2 separate regions of the Manis pentadactyla genome follow, and region 1 is linked to region 2. A link is a contact called in public Hi-C data. All regions are on one chromosome and are shown on one strand. Each heading gives the region's core, a stretch centred on a gene start, on an enhancer-like site or on the middle of the called end of the contact. The rest is flanking DNA. Distances are from core to core; before and after follow the strand shown. Region 1 holds the start of KASH5 (KASH domain containing 5). Region 2 holds the start of NOSIP (nitric oxide synthase interacting protein).

Evidence for each region. Hi-C and Micro-C count contacts between places; a contact is called where the count stands out from the background.
Region 1: a contact with region 2 is called in a Hi-C map of blood, with 2.7 times the contacts expected there. The contact joins the promoter of KASH5 here to the promoter of NOSIP in region 2. A contact is called at or near these places in 2 of 3 Hi-C or Micro-C datasets (blood and skin fibroblasts).

What each region holds. Positions count from the first base shown.
Region 1 is chr15:913,344-916,043 of mManPen7.hap1, forward strand. It overlaps KASH5 (KASH domain containing 5), which reads right to left and starts at 1,439. Exons shown (of 20, transcript XM_057492996.1): 1 at 843-1,439; 2 at 83-169.
Region 2 is chr15:781,751-784,450 of mManPen7.hap1, forward strand. It overlaps NOSIP (nitric oxide synthase interacting protein), which reads left to right and starts at 1,420. Exons shown (of 9, transcript XM_036885599.2): 1 at 1,420-1,536. It overlaps PRRG2 (proline rich and Gla domain 2), which reads right to left and starts at 746. Exons shown (of 7, transcript XM_036885878.2): 1 at 580-746.

The sequences.
Region 1 (2,700 bases), core at 189-2,688, 130 kb after region 2:
GCACGCTGGGGTTACGTGGCCAACATAGGGTCACTGGGGCCTGTGTGCCTTCCCCCCACCTGCTCAGTCCCCTTTGACTCACCAAGTCCTCCCTGCACTCTGCTCTCCCTGGCGCCAGACAGGGTCCACAGCTGTGGAGTGCACAGTTCTTGGAGGCTTTTAGAACGTCCTAGAAAAAGGGGTTTTTGAAGAGAAATCCTTCCAGGGCTTGGACAACGCTGGAGAGTGAGAGGGCCGTGGGGCCTGAGTGCGGAAGGGTCCCTGCGAGGGTGCTGACCAGCACTGGGCGCCTCTGACAGGGTTTGGGGGACAGACTCCTGGTGAGGGATTGAGGGAGGCTCTGGTCAATCTTGGGGGTGTTTGATGAGGAGACTCCAGCAGGAGGACCCAGGCGGGGGTTCAGGGAGTTTAAGGACGTTAAAGGGATTTCTGAGTGGATTTTAGAGGTCTCTGACAGGATTTTGGGAGGGAAATCTGACAGGATTTTTGGCGGTCTGACATGATTTGACAGGATTGGGGGATTTCTGACAGGATTTGCAGGGGCTGTAGCGGGATTTCCGGGGGCGGGGGTGGCGTTGTCCCCGACAGGCTCTGAGGGAGAAGTCTGACAGAACTCCTAGAAGATTCTGACAAAGTTTCAGGAGTCCTCTGTAAGATTTCCTAGTGGGTTTTTTTCAGTATTTCTGAGGGGATATGGTCAGAATTTCTAGAAGACTTTTAACAAGATTTGGAAGGCTTTGGTATTGGGGACTCTCCCCTACGATTTGGGGGCTCTGCCAGGATTTCGGGAGGGGCTCTAGAAGGGCCACTCTGGGGAACCCCACCACAGCCCCAGGACGCACCTGGGGCCACGTCCCAGCCTCGGGACACAGCAGACAGCGAACGACAAACAGCAGTTACAAGGGGAAAAGGTGCGCGGGCTCTGTTTCCTCAAGAATACGCGAAGGGGCGGGGCGAGACAGAGAGCGCACGTGGCGTCTGAACTCCGCCCCGCCTGGGCTCCTCCCCCGACGTCGGCTCAAACCGCGGCGAGGCGCGCGTGCGTCCTGTCGGTTACCTGCCACAGCAAGGCTGCGCATGCGGGCTGCCCCGGCGCGCGCCCTTCCTCGCGGAGCAGGCGCGTGCGTACTGGCGGGGTTGGAGGTTGGAGGGCTTGCGTCTGGTAAGGAAAGGGAGGGACGGCTGCGTCCTGTGCTGGAGTTTTCTCTGTGGCCTCAAGCTTCGGTGGAATGGGCTCAAGCAAGGGAGAGGGACCGCTTGTCCATCCCCCACTTCTTATCAGCCCCCAAGCCGTGCCCTTTCTGCCCTCTACTCCAGGCCACGCTGCCCGTCAGCGTCACGATGTTGTCCTGCGCTGTTCTGGCTCACCACTCCCGCGCCCTTTTGTGGCTCCAGTCATGATGTATTAATAGGTCCCCGAAGGATTCATTCCCCAATTTTTTTCATTCATTCCTTTTAGAGTGCGGAAAAAATACCGTTAGCTTTTCCGGCTAGAGAGGGAAGAAGAGAATTACATCCAAAATTGACTCTCAAGAAGAGGTTTTGGGGATAAAAGATAATCCCACCCACTCAGCCTCTGCTAACCCAGACGCAGAAAAGGAATCCTTTCTTATCTTTTCGTTCAGCCCACCATCATTCATTCAGCTGTCACTTTCTCAGAGCCCTTCCCCCGCTGCACCTAGGCCCCCATCTCACTATCCATCTACTGTTTCTGAGTGGTTATGTTTCACCACATGACATAGTCTATATTTATGTACTGTCATCCCCACTGGAATGTGAGCTATATACAGTAGGAGTCTGTTTTGGGGTTAGAACATGCCTAGTCCAGTGTAGGTGCTCAAAAAACAGAGCAAAAAGTACTGAATGGAGGGAATCCATGGTTCTTAACTACAGGGCAGTGCCCTGAAGTCAGACATTCTTGTGTTTGAATTTTGGCTCCATCATATCCTAGCTACGATCTTGACCTACGGGTTTTCCCTCTCTGAGCCTCTGTTTTTGTTCCAGAAATGAAGATGATAAGAGCTTCTTAGGTTACCTTGCAGACTTGAGGTAATCCTTGTTAATATTTATTATTTTGGCTACTAGGTGTTGGCTTGTTCTTAGGCCTTGGGAAAGAACTTGTTCGGCAGTGATGTGATGAGTGGTTAAAAATGTGAGATACGGAATCAGACAAACCTAGTGCATTGCTGTGTGACTTTGGCAAGTGACTTCACCTCTCTATACCTCAGATTCTCTAAAATGGGGACAAATAATATCTACCTCATGGGGTCTTATGGGAATTCAGTAAGAACGTTTGCCAAAGGTTTTCTTAGCACAAGCTGGCAAGTGGTGGACCCCATTAGCTTTATTAGTATAATTTCATTCTTTTACTTTATTCTGTCATTTCTTGTTCCTTCCTTTTTTGACATCTGGGTAGTTTTGTAAAAGCTAAAAATTAAAAAAAAATTTAATAATACAATCATAACCTACATAAAGCCCTGAATCTTGTTATATCTCATAAATTTTTATAGAGTAATACATTAATGAAACCAACCATGTAAAAAAAAAGAGTATATTGCCCACAACCCAGAAGCCTCCTTCACATCTCCTCCTAATCATCACCTTCCAAAGGTAACCACTTTTGATTATGACTTCTTTTGCTCAACATTATGTTTTCAAGATTCATCATGTAGCAGTAGGTCATTCTTTGCAACACTGCTA
Region 2 (2,700 bases), core at 170-2,669:
GAAGGAACTAGGAAAGGTCTCCCTGACTGGACTCTGGGTTCCACTAATTATAATAGCAGACATTTACATAGCCTGTTTTCTGGGCCAGGCATTGTTCAGGGTAGTTAACCTAAATCAACTATTATCTCCATTTTATAGATGAGAAAATTGAGGCACAGAGAGCTAAAGGAACTTGCCGGCCCAGGTCACCTGGTTTGCAAGATTCAGAGGCAGGACTTGACCAAAGACAGTGTGCCTCTGGAAACTGGAACAGAGAGCTTATCTCTTTCTTCACTGTGTCTGCACACCCAGCACGGGGTTTGGCACATAGTGGGTGCTCATAAACATGTTCATTGTTGATCAGATTCCTTTCTTCCTGGTACTTTCCACATATGCCAGTCTCTCTCTACGTCTATTGCCACATCCACCCACAGAGATCAGAGTTACAAGAGAGGCAAGAGCAGGGGATCCTGGGGGAGGAGAGAGCAGGGAACCCAGGCTCCTGAGCTTTGGGGCCCCAACTTCTGAGTCCTAGAGAGGTGGGGAGCCAGGACACCAGAGTCCCCAAGCCAGGCTTTGCCTCCAGGGACATTCACTTACCTGCCCAGACTTGTGAGCACTGTCCCCTCCTCTTTAATCGGGGGCCCCCCTTGGAAAGCCGAGGCCAGCTGTTAAGGGGGGTAGGGAGAGGGGAGGGGGAGGAAGGAGGGGATCCCCCTTCCCTGTAATCTGCCCGATCCCGGTTTCTGGCAGAGGGGCGGGGTTTGCAATTACCTGCCCTGGGCGGGACTCTGGGTACAGACAAAGTACTTAAAGGGACCTTAGGATGAAGGGCCTAAGATCTACAGGCCCATAGGGAAGGCAGGGTTTCCGACACCATGGAACACTTAAGGGATTGAACATGTACCTCCTCTCTTGTTTCCCCACTGAGAGCTTGCCTAGAGAAACTAGGGAAATCAGTGGCTAGGTCTCCAGATATCTAGATATCTAGAAATAAGCAGGAACTGTATGCCTTGGTCCCTGGGGGTAGGTGGACTTATTTGTAATAAATTCCTGTTTCCTTCGGCGATTTGAACAGCTTTGACTTCTGATTTCTCAATTGCTCCGTTTATAAATGAGGATAAAGGAGTTGTCTCTTCTCAATTGTCTCTCAACATACAGCATGAGAAGTGGATGATATACGTGGGGAAGTGGGTCTCCCAATCTCTGGGTGAATTAGTCCTTAGACTTGGGCTTCTAGAGACGCAAAACCTGGGTACAAGTAAGCAAGAAATCGCCCGCCCTGGGATATGCCTAGGACACACTAAGCGTGCCCTGTATGCACGCCAATTTCACTAATAGGAACCTTCGAGTTGCCCCTCACGTTTCCGGAGGGAGGAAGAGAAAGAAGGGAGGACTTACCAAGCCAGGCGAGCCTTCTCCACAACTAGGGGCAGCTCCACTTCCGATCTCTTCCGCCGGGCGGAAGCGGGCGAAGAGGGGAGGAAAAACAGCGCTCCCTTCCGGTGTAAGGGCACAGTTGAAGAAGCAACGAAGGATCGAGGAGTGTTTCGTGAGGTGAGTTCCAGGCGGTAGAAGGATAGTGTTCCTGGGATCGCTTTCCGTTGGGTGAGAGTCCTGGGGTCCTAAGGAGATAGGGACAAGGTTTCTAATTCCCCACTACCTGTCAATCATTAATAGATCACTCCAGGCGCCCCTTTTGAAGCTGAACTACATCTCCCAGCATCCCCAGGAGGCAGCCAACCCTCCAGCCGGCTGTTCGGAAGATTGTATGTAGTTCCACATCGGGAAGGCCATGAGCACGGGGTCCTAGGGGAAGGAGGAGGCTGGGACTCTGGGAGTCTACGGAGTGGCAGTTGAGGAAGTAGAGTCCTCTGGAAAAAAGGCCAGGAAAGCTTTGGTGGGAGGGCGGAGATGAATTGTGCAGTCAGTCGCCCGCCGCCACCTTCTCAGAACGTTCTTGACAGCCGCTTCCCTCTGGAGTCGGGGTGGAGCTTAATATTTTTCTCTGGGGCTTTGGGAGCAGGCAGTCCTGGGTTCACATCCTGTTGCTGCTGCTGATGTCGTGTGAATTTGGGCCTTGAAGGATCCTTTAAGCAGTTTTACTTTAATGTTTTGTTATGAAAATATTCAAATTTAGAATAACAAGTTTCTATGGCCCAGATTTACCAACTATTCATATTTTTGTCATATTGGTTAGGTATATTTTAAAAATTAATTATATAAAGCAAATCCTATCCAGTTCACTCCTAAGTACTTCAGAATGTGTATGTAAAAACCAGGGGCACTTTCTTATGTGACCACAATACCATTATCACACTGGACAAAAGCAATTTTAAGTCTAGAATATTACCTATTACTTAGTCAATAATTAAATCCTGTATCTCAAAAAAGCCTTTTTTAAGGAAAGTTTCATTTGTTTGAATCACATTCCAATCCCCTCCACTCCATCCTGGTTTGGTTGATTCGTTTGTTTTTGGTGTAATTGAGTCATTGAAGAAACTGAGTCAGTCATTCTGTTGATCATTCCACCATCTGAATTTGTCTTTTTGCATCTTTCCTCTATGTCAAGGGTCAGTAGGCCAAAACCAAATCCTGCTGGCCTATTAAAAAAAAAAATTAGCTTAATTGGTATAATTCACAGAACATATAGTTCACCTATTTAAAGTGTACAGTTCAGTGGTTTTTAGTATATTCAGAGTTGTGCAACCATCACCACTG